Regions from separate parts of the Sus scrofa genome. Here region 2 is linked to region 1. A link is a contact called in public HiChIP or PLAC-seq data. All regions are on one chromosome and are shown on one strand. The core of a region is the stretch at or near the end of the contact, and the rest is flanking DNA. Distances in the headings are between cores, read along the strand shown. Region 1 has its middle 89 kb from the start of CLIC6. Region 2 has its middle 140 kb from the start of RUNX1.

Region 1 (5,261 bases), core at 1,011-3,510:
CCACAGACATGGAGAACAGACTTGTGGTTGCCAAGGGGGAGAGGGGAGAGAGTGGGATGGATGGGGAGTTTGGGGTTAGCAGATGCAAATTACATTTAGAATGGATAAGCAAGGAGTTCCTGTCTTGGCACAGTGGCTAACGAATCCAACTAAGAACCATGAGATAGCAGGTTCGATCCCTGGCCTTGCTCAGTGGGTTAAGGAACTGGCGTTGCCGTGAGCTGTGGTGTAGGTCGCAGAGGAGGCTCGGATCCTGTGTTGCTGTGGCTCTGGCGTGGGCCAGTGGATACAGCTCCGATTAGACTCCTAGCCTGGGAACCTCCATATGCTGTGGGAAGCGGCCCTAGAAAAGGCAAGACAAAAAAAAAAAAAAAAGAATGGATAAGCAATGAGGTCCTACTGTATAGCACAGGGAACTGTGTCCAGTCTCTTGGGATAGAACATGATGGGGGATGATATGAGAAAAAGAATGTATGTATATATATGTGTGTGTGTATACACATATATATACACATATATATATATATATATATATATATATCTGGGTCACTTTGCTGTACAGTAGAAACTGGCAAAACATCGTAAATAAACTATAATTTAAAAAATACAAAAAAAGACCCTGAAAAAAAATTTAAAAAAGAAACATGATAGCCCTTAAAGAAACTATGCTATCTTGTAGGAAATATGTAAAGAGTTAAATGAAGAAAGTTCTAGAGCTCAGGGCTCTCTCCTGCTGAGTTCAGCATTCAGTATTAAAAAAAAAAAAAAAAAAAAAGACCTCCCCCTTACTCCCCAAAGGGTTTCATACAAAATAATGCATGAAAGTATATGATATGAAATACACAACCTGGAAAAGCTCCTCAGGTCGAGCGTGCACGCTTACACACACACATACACACACACTCACACTGACCCTCTAGCCACACCCCATTGATCTTAGAAGACCCAGGCTCTTGGGAGTTGGTGGTTGGACCAGCAAACCTAGACACCAGGAGTTGACGCCTGTGGTGTCAAGGGCATCTCTCGGTAAGAGGGACAGCTGAGCGAGGAAGGGGCAACTTAACCAACACCCCCTCTGAACCGTGAAACCCCAGTCTCCCTCCAGAGCATCCCCAGTTTTCAATTCACTTTGATTAAATCGATAAGCCAGAATCCACTTCTGTGGTTTGTAACCAAAAGGACTTCACCAACCACAGCTATCTTGATGAATCTGCCCCTTGCCTGTCTCCGCTCCGTCCACCGGCGCATCCACGTGCCTGCGTGGAAGACAACCTAAGCAGACCTGTGCCGGGTGCTTTCAAACGAAGCAGGTCAAGGTTTTGCTCCTGAGGCTGTAATAATCCAGCCACAGAAACTGTGCTCAGGCCCTCAAAACATCAGGTAACGCAAAATCGGGCGAGGCCCTGGGCTGCAGTGAAAAGACACCTGTGCTGGGGAAGAAAACACGCTCGCCCAGCGCAGGAAAAGACCCCGCCCTGGAGCGCGGGCTTCTTTTCTCTCCAGCCCTCGGTAGTGAATCTGGACTTTGTAGTTTCCTAAGTGATTTCTCTTGCCTTTCAGTCCAGATGCAAAGGAGAAGTATTTACAACATCTGCAAGAATGACTAGGAGCTGCAGGGTGTGTCAATAGCCCCGCTTGATAAGGATTAATTTTAAATTCTGTACCCAAGAAGGCTCCAATCTGAGGTGCGGGTCCCAATTCGGGGATGGTTGCATTTCGGATTTTGCCTTCCCAACCACAACCAGGTTTCCATCTAATCCGAAGACAGGCGGGTGGGAGGGCGGACTGGAGGAAGGAGGGCTTTCAAGGAAGACGCTCTGCTCCGGGTCCTCACTTCCTGCCCGCAACTCTTTTCTTTCTGTGGCTCCAGGATCCTGCTGGCCGCTTTTCCCACGCACGTCCTCAACTTCACGCAGCCTTTCAGAGACTCCCGCGAGATAACGTCGGATGTGAAAGTTGTTTGTAAACGAAGCATCGGCTTAATGTTTCCATTATTGCCTGTGTCTTTATCCCACGTGTGCAGGCGACTCCCTCCTCTTCCTCCCACTCTCCCTGTCCCCTTCCCCGGGATGAGGGAATTCAGGCCAAGCTGGCCTGGTGCCCGGAGGTGCCAGTCAATTATGGGGCTGAGACTCTATGCCCCAGGCAGGGCCACAAAGCCACCAGGCTCCCCCGTTTCAGTTGGTCTCAGCCCAGCAGAGTCATTCATGAGCCAGCATCCCCTGCTGCTTCTCAGCCACCACTGGGAGCCTGTGACTCGGTCAGGGCACGGTGACAGAGACACACGCTAAGTGCGACCAAGCCCTCTGCTGGGACGCTGTGGTCGGCTTAGTGTGACTTGAGCTCAAGGAAGTGGTTTCAGGAGATAACACTCCCTTGACCCACAGGGGCGGGATGGGTTATCCCTATCGCCCGAGAAGGTCACCAAAATGAACCTGGTAACTTGAAAGCGAGACTCAGAAGGGCCCCGAGAAAGAGCTCCCCGGACTGGAGACAGCAGAACTCGCCACTTTTCATCTTCAAAGCCCAGAACCTCAATTAAGTAATTAATAGGTCTGGTCATGTTCGCAGCTCTCTGAAAATGAGACTGGGGGAGCTCTGGCTTTCCTTCCAGGGGATGTGCTTTCCTGGCGAGCCCAGAGAACTGCCTAAGAAGGCGATCAGTAACCCAGTAACCATCCTTGCTCTTCACCCCTCGCTCCGCACCCCGCAGGGAGGCAAGTTCCAAATCCGCTCTGAGGGTTCAGGGGCTGCCCCAGCCGGGAAATGCGACCAGACGTTGTACTTTGCTGCCCTCTTGAGGATGCTCTGAGGATAGCGGGCATCCAGTAATAGGAAGAAACCGGCTTTTTTTTACCCCTTGGAAGAGCGTCTGGTATGATCAAGACTTCTTCAAAATAGGAAAATACTAACCTAGAGTATAATAAATCCTCTCTTTTAAAAAAATTCAAAACCTAGAGGACTGTGTTGATACTGAGTTAAGAGTTCCAAGGGCCAATACCTTCCCAAAGAAACGAGAAGTTTCTTGAATTAATGGATGAGAACCAATCTTCAACATCAGAGGGCTAAAGGAAGGTAATTGCCCTCGATATTTATTTTCAATTTGGAAGATCCAAAGCAAGAAGACTTTGAAGCAGTCAAGAACTGATTAGAATTCTAGGCTTGGTGCCAAGGGGATAAATTGTCTGGTGACTTTTTGCAGAGTTATTGACTCCCTTTGCATCTGAGGCCCAGAGCCCAGCAGGGTATAAAAGCTTCAAAAAGCGCTCAGAAAAGGGCGTCATGCCCAGCACTGACAAGATGCAGAGTGCCAGGTCTGCGGGACTGTCCCCCATCATAACCCAGTCACCCCAGGGGGCTGCTGGCAGCTCAGTCCGCTCGAAGACCCATGACTGGCTTCGCCCATGAGGAGTTGCCATCTCTGCATATTTTGAAGGCTGTCTGGTCTCTCGTGGTTTACGGCTCTGGGCTGGTATGTCTGGGGATTTCTTGCTCTAGATAACATGTTTTAAATAAGTAAAAAAGCTCCAACACACACACACGTACACGCACACGAAATGTGTGTCCCCAAGCTGAACTCTCTTCAATTAACTTGTATGTATGTATGTATTTTTGCTTTTTTAGGGCTGCACCTGTGGCACATGGAAGTTCCCAGGCTAGGGGTCGAATCAGAGCCAGACACAGATCCCAGCCACATCTGCAACCAATACCACAACTTGCAGCAACACCGGATCCTTAACCCACTGAGTGAGGCCAGGGATTGAGCCCACATCCTCCTGGATACTAGTTGGGTTTGTAACACACCCCCCCCCCGCCGCAGTGGGTCTTGACTGCTCCTTTGTGACCATCTCTGAGCTTCCCTGGCCATAAACTCCTTCTCCAGCCCCACCTCACCTTCCTGAGCTCTGGGGGACGCAGAGGAGAGGAGCCCCAGCCAGCCAGTCCCGCCCCAGTCACCGTCCCCACTGACCCCCACCTCGAGGTCCCTTCCACTGGCAGCGATTCAGTCAGCTGGACCAGTGTGCCCATTCTCAGCTGCTCTCCGACTGTTGCAAAGTGTGCTGACTGGGACCCACCCCTCCACGCCCTAGGGAACCACTGCAGGCCATTCCCAGCCCACTCCCTGTGACACCAGACCAGACTGAATGTTGAAAATTATGAGAATCTACAAATTGAATGGGGAGTTTCTATTGTGGCTCAGTAGGTTATGAACCCCACTAGTATCCGCAAGGATGCGGGCTTGATCCCTGGCCTTGCTCAGTGGGTTAAGGATCTGGCATTGCCACAAGCTATGGTGTAGGTTGCAGATGCAGCTGGGGCCTGGCACTGTTGTGGCTGTAGTGTAGGCTGGCAGCTGCAGCTCTGATTCGACCCCTAGCCTGGGAGCTTCCATAGACCACAGATGAGGCCCTGAAAAGAAAGAAAGAAAGAAAGAAAGAAAGAAAGAAAGAAAGAAAGAAAGAAAGAAAGAAAGAAAGAAAGAAACATTGGAAGGAAAGAGCAATCCAGGTTGCCTCACAATGGAGCAACAGCCACTAGAGCTGGGTGTCACCCTGACTTTGAATGGCCGAGGGGCTACAGGTCAAAAAAAGGCAGTTCCCGGCATGGCCAATGACTCTGTCCAAGAATAGGCCTTTCCAACAGATGCCCAGCGTGACCCAAAAGCTCTCCTGAAAAGTCCAGTCTTACGACAACAGAGCTGCCCGTCACCGAGCAGATTGCCCAAAACCACGGGGGGCTGGGAGGGGGTGTGTGTGTGTTTGTGTGGAAATCCAGTAACTCAACCCCAGTGACCCCACCCTGTCTGCCGTTACTCGGAGCTGGCTGGCCAAGGTCCAGGGAGCAGACCCAGTCAGACTAACGTCTATCCAAATTTAATTCTCAATTGAAAATGGAAACAAGGCAGGCCAAGACAAACCCAGGGCCTGACTTAGCAGCAGCAACTGCCAAGGCAAAGCCCTTGTCGCACGGGGGCCAAAGGTCGGCCTCCACCCACCACCTTTCGTATAGAAATTCCCCTGCTGCATAACCACTCCGTGACACTCTGACTATGGATGTCCTCATTTTATAGGTGAGGAAAACGAGGCATGAGAAGTCGGGTGATTGACTTGAGCTCTCATGGTAGCTGGCAGGGCATGGCTGAGCCTGGCAGTCTGGCTCCAGACCAGCCTTCCAGGGAGGGGACCACCCCCCCTCAGCCTTGGCCCCTCACCCACCCTGGCACCCTCCCCAGCTGCAGACCCCAGGGTGGGAGAGTGGGG
Region 2 (5,261 bases), core at 1,942-4,441, 440 kb before region 1:
CTTCCTGCCCACACCACAGCCACAGGAACACCAGATCCAAGCCACATCTTCAGCCTACTCTCCAGCTCATGGCAATGCCAGATCCTTAACCCACTGAGCGAGACCAGGGACCACATCCACATGAATAATAGTTGGGTTCTTAACTTGAGGAGCCACAGTGGGAACTCCAGGTGATGGGCGTTCTTGAGAAAGAAAATAAAGTTGTGTGACAGGGAAGAACAAATCCGACTCCATGATGGATCTGTTTCCTTTACTTTAACCTTGCTATTCTACTGCTTTTGCTACAATTAATCACTAAAGAGATGTTGTCTCTTGCTCAAAGTACAATAATGGCCCAGCTCCAGGAACCTTGCCTCTCATACCTGAGTATTAAACTAAAATACCCTTGTTTAGCTCACAGGCAACAGCCTGACCATCTCTGAGTGCTTGAAGAAAGAAGAAATTAACACACCCCCCTCTGAAATCTGACTGGAACCAGGAAATATGGACAGCAACTTATCACCTTATTTTTTTTTAACTTTATCTCCACTCCTCTTTGCCCTGTAAAAGATAGAAAAGAAACGAGCATCCAAGCCCAGGCAAGATGGTTCTTTGGGGCACTAGTCCACCATCTTCTAGGTCCGCTGGCTTTCAAAATAAAGTCACAGTTCTGTCCCCAACGCCTCATCTCTCGATGGACTGTCCTGTCCTATGGAGAGCAGTTTGAGCTTGGACTTGGTAATAGATGGAGTGAACATAGGAGGAGAAAGACCCCTAAAAAAAGCCTCCAAAGCAGCAAGGGTGGATCCCCCAGGACAAAAACTTCGTGATCTCGACAGCCTCTCCAAACACAGCACAACTTCATTTCTCATCTATGTCTCCCATATTTCCGAGAACCGTGGGCTGTTTACAGAGTCAGGAGAATTTTTGCTTTGACATGAAGTAATTCTGTCCTCTGGGAGCCCCCCAAAGTTAGCCAAAGTTTAAGAGCGTTCCAGAAACCACATTTATGGTCCACTGTGGGTTTGTTTGCTTTCCTGTTGTGGGTGCTTATGTTGGAGGAAATAACAACACGGCTAGCACTTTTAAAGCTTTACTATATGGGAATATTTTTTTTTTCCTTATAAAATCAGTTTTGTTGTGAAAATCACAAAACTGCTTTAAAATGTCCTTTACTGTCATCACAATCAGACTGGCTCAAAATGTTATGACATTTAAAATTAATTACACATCACCAGTAGTCCCAAGATTATCTGGCACGGAAGAAAATAAACAAGATCCGGAAAAAAAAAAAAAAAAAAAAAGAACAAAACCCTGAAATAATTCTGTAAAGTGGCTCATTTTTATTAAATGTGTCCATTTCTATTCAAATCATTTAAGCCCATGTAGTGAAATAATTTCTAATGAGCAGTCTTCAAGCTGAAGACTGCTTGGACTGAGTAAATGCATTACTGAGTTCTGTTCCAACTGCTCAACCGCCTGTACAAGGTCCCAGAAGGTTCCAGAGGGTTCCAGAAGGTTCCAGCTCTCCAGGTTGGGGGAGGGGGAGTCCATAGTAGAAACACATGTAGACCTGGCCATATGGAGGTTGAATGGCCTCCTCCTTCTTCCTCTGAGATGGAAACTAGTGATGGGTCTTCATGGTAATATGCCAGGTCAATTAGCCAAAAGCAAGCCACCAGGAAAACAGGAAACTACAGCAAAGTCAGCAACACCCTGGAGATCAAGGCTCTTGGAGAGGTTTGCTGACTGCAGATCTGAAAGGCCAAGCAGATGAGAGGCTGAAAGTGACCCTTTAACAGCAATTCTGGGTTTCCAGGCTGTGAGATGTGCTGAATAGGAGATGATGGTGGGAGGAGACCTGGGCACAAACGGCCCATGGCAGAGCGTCATCCCAGGTCTCCCTGTCTTGTGCTGGAGAGGTGAGGTGCCAGGGGTACTGCTGGGTGTGAAGCAACAAACCAGTGTGGCCCTCCCGTCAGAGGCTACGGTGGGGCAGGACGACAGACCCACACTAGGTCCCCAGGATGCTCTGGGAGCCCAAAGTGAGGACCAGCACTGCTCTCCCCTCAGGTTTTTTTAAAATCCCTGTTGATGGAGTTCCCATCGTGGCTCAGTCGTAACAAATCCAACTAGTATCCATGAGGACAAGGATTTGATCCCTGGCCTTTCTCAGTGGGTTAAGGATCTGGCATTGCCCTGAGCTGTGGGTGTCTTGGATCTGGCGTTGCTGTGGCTGTGGCATAGGCCAGAAGCTACAGCTCTGATTCGACCCTAGCCTGGGAACTTCCATATGCCGCAGGTGAGGCCCTAAAAAGACAAAAAAATAAAATCAAATCCAATCCCAGTTTACGCACTTGACTCTATTATTTCAGAAGATGTTACGGCAGGGGGTGCTTTATCTGCTCTTCGCTTTTTCAGGTACAGAACCACTCAGTGGGATGAATAATTGCAGTCACAGAGGAGAGAAAAAATATGTTCACATATTTAAGTGCACTGTGCTGCAGGTACCAACATCCACTACGAGGAACAGCAGAGGCATCCTTGGTGAATGTTTTCTGTTCCTTGTAAGGTTTCTAAGGGCCAGGACTCCCTTGGTCTTTTTGTCTCTGTATCACTGGAGCTTAACATTAAGACTAGAAGGAAGGAAGAGGTGGCAGGAGGGAGAGAAAACACATGGGGACCCAAGAACACGGTCATGCCTCTCTCTCCTTCCTCCAGTCAGTCTGAACACTGGACCACAGTCTCATGATCACCCTTCCCCACTTTCTTTCTTCCCACAGGTCTGGGACTGCCAAAGTCTCTGAACTGAGGCAGGCGATGCAGGGAGGGAAGATTATCTTGTCCCAGCAACTTAGATTATGTTTCCCGCGCACCTCTGTCCTCTTATGCATGCCAAGGTGGACGTGGGTTCAGCCCACGGTGGGGGGGGGGGGCCGGGCAGAGCCCTCCCCCCTGTCGAGCCCCGTCTCATCTCTGTCCCCAAGGCACATGGAAAGCCAGGTGTGTGTACGAATTCCAGCAAGGCCAGGGAAACAAGAATGAGAGCCACTGAGATGTTGAGATTAAAAATAGGATAAACAGGAACTGAAAAGTCTGGGTTTCTATTTCTTTTCTGGTTCACTTTGTTTTCACGTTTCCCCCAGTGAAGTGTTGTAGTTAGAATTTCTCCCAGTTGAGCAATCATTTTCAGCCTGGGATAAGAAAAGAAGGCTTCTCGGATGTGTCTATGTAAGAAATCCCCACCCCTCATGCTGAGAACATGTTCATTCTCAGTACCTATGAGAACAATTGAGAAGGAAAAGAAAAAGAGAGAGAGAATCAACTTTGGGCTTTGCCCAGAAAAGCTAATACAGTTCCCTTCACAGCCCTTGATGGTCTCAAATTGAAAATATCATAAATGTAAGAATAACGACAGCACATAAACAGCAAGCAAGCCGCTCAGGTTGGATTCTCACTCTTGTGGTCAGCCGTGTAATCTGAGGGCTGTGGAATGAACAGGCATTGCTGGCCTTACCGCCCTAGTGAGGACCAGGTCTCAACATCTGAGCACCACATCCTCCATACTGTCTGCCTGGAATCTTCTTTAGAATAACCAAGGGAAGAGGGTTGCAGGCCTTGTTGTGAGCGTGGGTCCCTGAGATGGACAGCAAGACCCTCATTCATCATGACTCTGCTTCCTAAAACTTTAATTCCAGGCATGTAAAGCTCTTTATAAATCAAAATGCCCCCAGATCTTCCACTAGCCTGCAGCGGTAGAGACAGTGGGAGGCGCCTGTGTTGTCTGCATGAGACGCCCACTCAGCCAGCTGCAGGCTATCTAAAGCAAACATCCCTGCCGTGGCCATTCGCCCAGACACGGCAGCCGATCTAGCCTCACTGGGCGGAGGAAAGGCAGCCCTGCTCTGAACAGCAAGGCCCCTGGATGGAGAGATGGATGGAGGGATGGATGGCGCCAACAGAGAGAGCTCAGGGCCTGTCTCCCTTTGCTGCCATCAAAGCAGAAGCTGCAAAATGACTGATACACAATATGGACCGTCTGACTGCTGGTCCATGTTTATTATATTCTTAGGAGCGGGGGCCCTTCTGGACTTCCTGTGATCAAAAACACTTGTTAATCGTTCTTATTTAAAGCCAGATCTCCCAACATACAATTTTGTTCCACATGGACTGAATTAAAAGCAGGAGATTGTTTTTGTCTCGAGAACTCAGCTAATGCCAAAACAAATGTGCATTAAAATACTAGACTTTTTTTCCTCCCTTTATCTCTTCCTTTATTTTCCCCTACAGGAGGCAGTGAAACATAGGAAAGAAAAATGAGGATGCTGGAACTTGAACCTCAGGGTGACTGGCAGAGAGTTTGGATTCTGTCTGAGGGGAAGTGTTAGGTCACAACAAGATTCATTAAATTGTCATGTTGCTTTTATTTTACCCTCCCTCTGGTTTTCAGGGTGTAGCTTTACAGTGTGTGTCAATGGCTGGGAAGGGCCTCTCCACAATGGCTATTTTCTTGCTTAAATTAAATGTTTTTGATGTATTTCCTCTAGATTTCCCAGTTCTTGCAGGAAAAAAATTCATTATGTGTTTTTGATAAAATAGGACCTCAGAAAAGCACAGGCATCTTGTAGGGCTGCCAGATAAAATAGGGGTTATTCGGTTAAAAGTTAAATTTCTGATAAACATCAGGCTTTTTTTTTTTTTTTTTTTTTTTAATGTTCAGGTGAGCCATGAATAATGAAATGCTGCATGGGATGTAGGTATGCTAAAATGTCATCCATGTTGACCTGAAATTCAAATGTAATTGGGTGTCCTATATTGTTACTTGTTAAGTTTGGCAGCATGGGACAAGCCAGCTCATTCAACCATAGGATCCCTGAGCATTTAGAGAGTTGAACACATTCTAGATAGTAATGATTCTGGTCCCTGGAACCACTGCCTCATTTCCATATTGCTGTTCATTTCATACCATGTACCTAGAAATGGTTGAGTCAACTAATCGGCTATTGACAGCATGTAATCAGGCCATGTGAGCCCATCATTGGCAAGCCCCAGTGAGAATGTGGAGACTAAGCCAACATAGTTCCTAACAAGCTCAAGCCCTTTAGATTTGACTGGGGCCGGGGCGGGGGGGAGAAAAAAAGAAAATTTTACCACAAGTGGAAAAGGCACTGGGTAATTAGCTAGAAAAGTCTTGAGCGCAGAGGAAAGTGGCGATGTTTCTGTGTTTGAAGCTGAGTCAAGGTCAGGAGTGCCTGCTCTGTGCAGGGTAGTTTCAGTAGAAG

The links. HiChIP or PLAC-seq counts read pairs in DNA pulled down with a chosen protein or histone mark.
Region 2: a contact with region 1 is called in an H3K27ac HiChIP or PLAC-seq map of alveolar macrophages. The contact joins two enhancer-like sites. A contact is called at or near these places in 1 of 47 Hi-C or Micro-C datasets (embryonic fibroblasts) and 2 of 2 datasets of contacts at active chromatin or transcription factors (alveolar macrophages and skeletal muscle).

The regions. Positions count from the first base shown.
Region 1 is chr13:198,336,695-198,341,955 of Sscrofa11.1, reverse strand. No RefSeq gene overlaps it. Among named protein-coding and RNA genes, the nearest start is that of CLIC6, 89 kb to the right of the region's middle. Within about 2 kb of position 2,260, at least 20 of the 83 cell types and tissues checked have an H3K27ac peak or open chromatin away from gene starts, as enhancers often do. A contact at or near this core is called in alveolar macrophages, where this site is marked.
Region 2 is chr13:198,775,556-198,780,816 of Sscrofa11.1, reverse strand. No RefSeq gene overlaps it. Among named protein-coding and RNA genes, the nearest start is that of RUNX1, 140 kb to the right of the region's middle. Within about 2 kb of position 3,191, at least 22 of the 83 cell types and tissues checked have an H3K27ac peak or open chromatin away from gene starts, as enhancers often do. A contact at or near this core is called in alveolar macrophages, where this site is marked.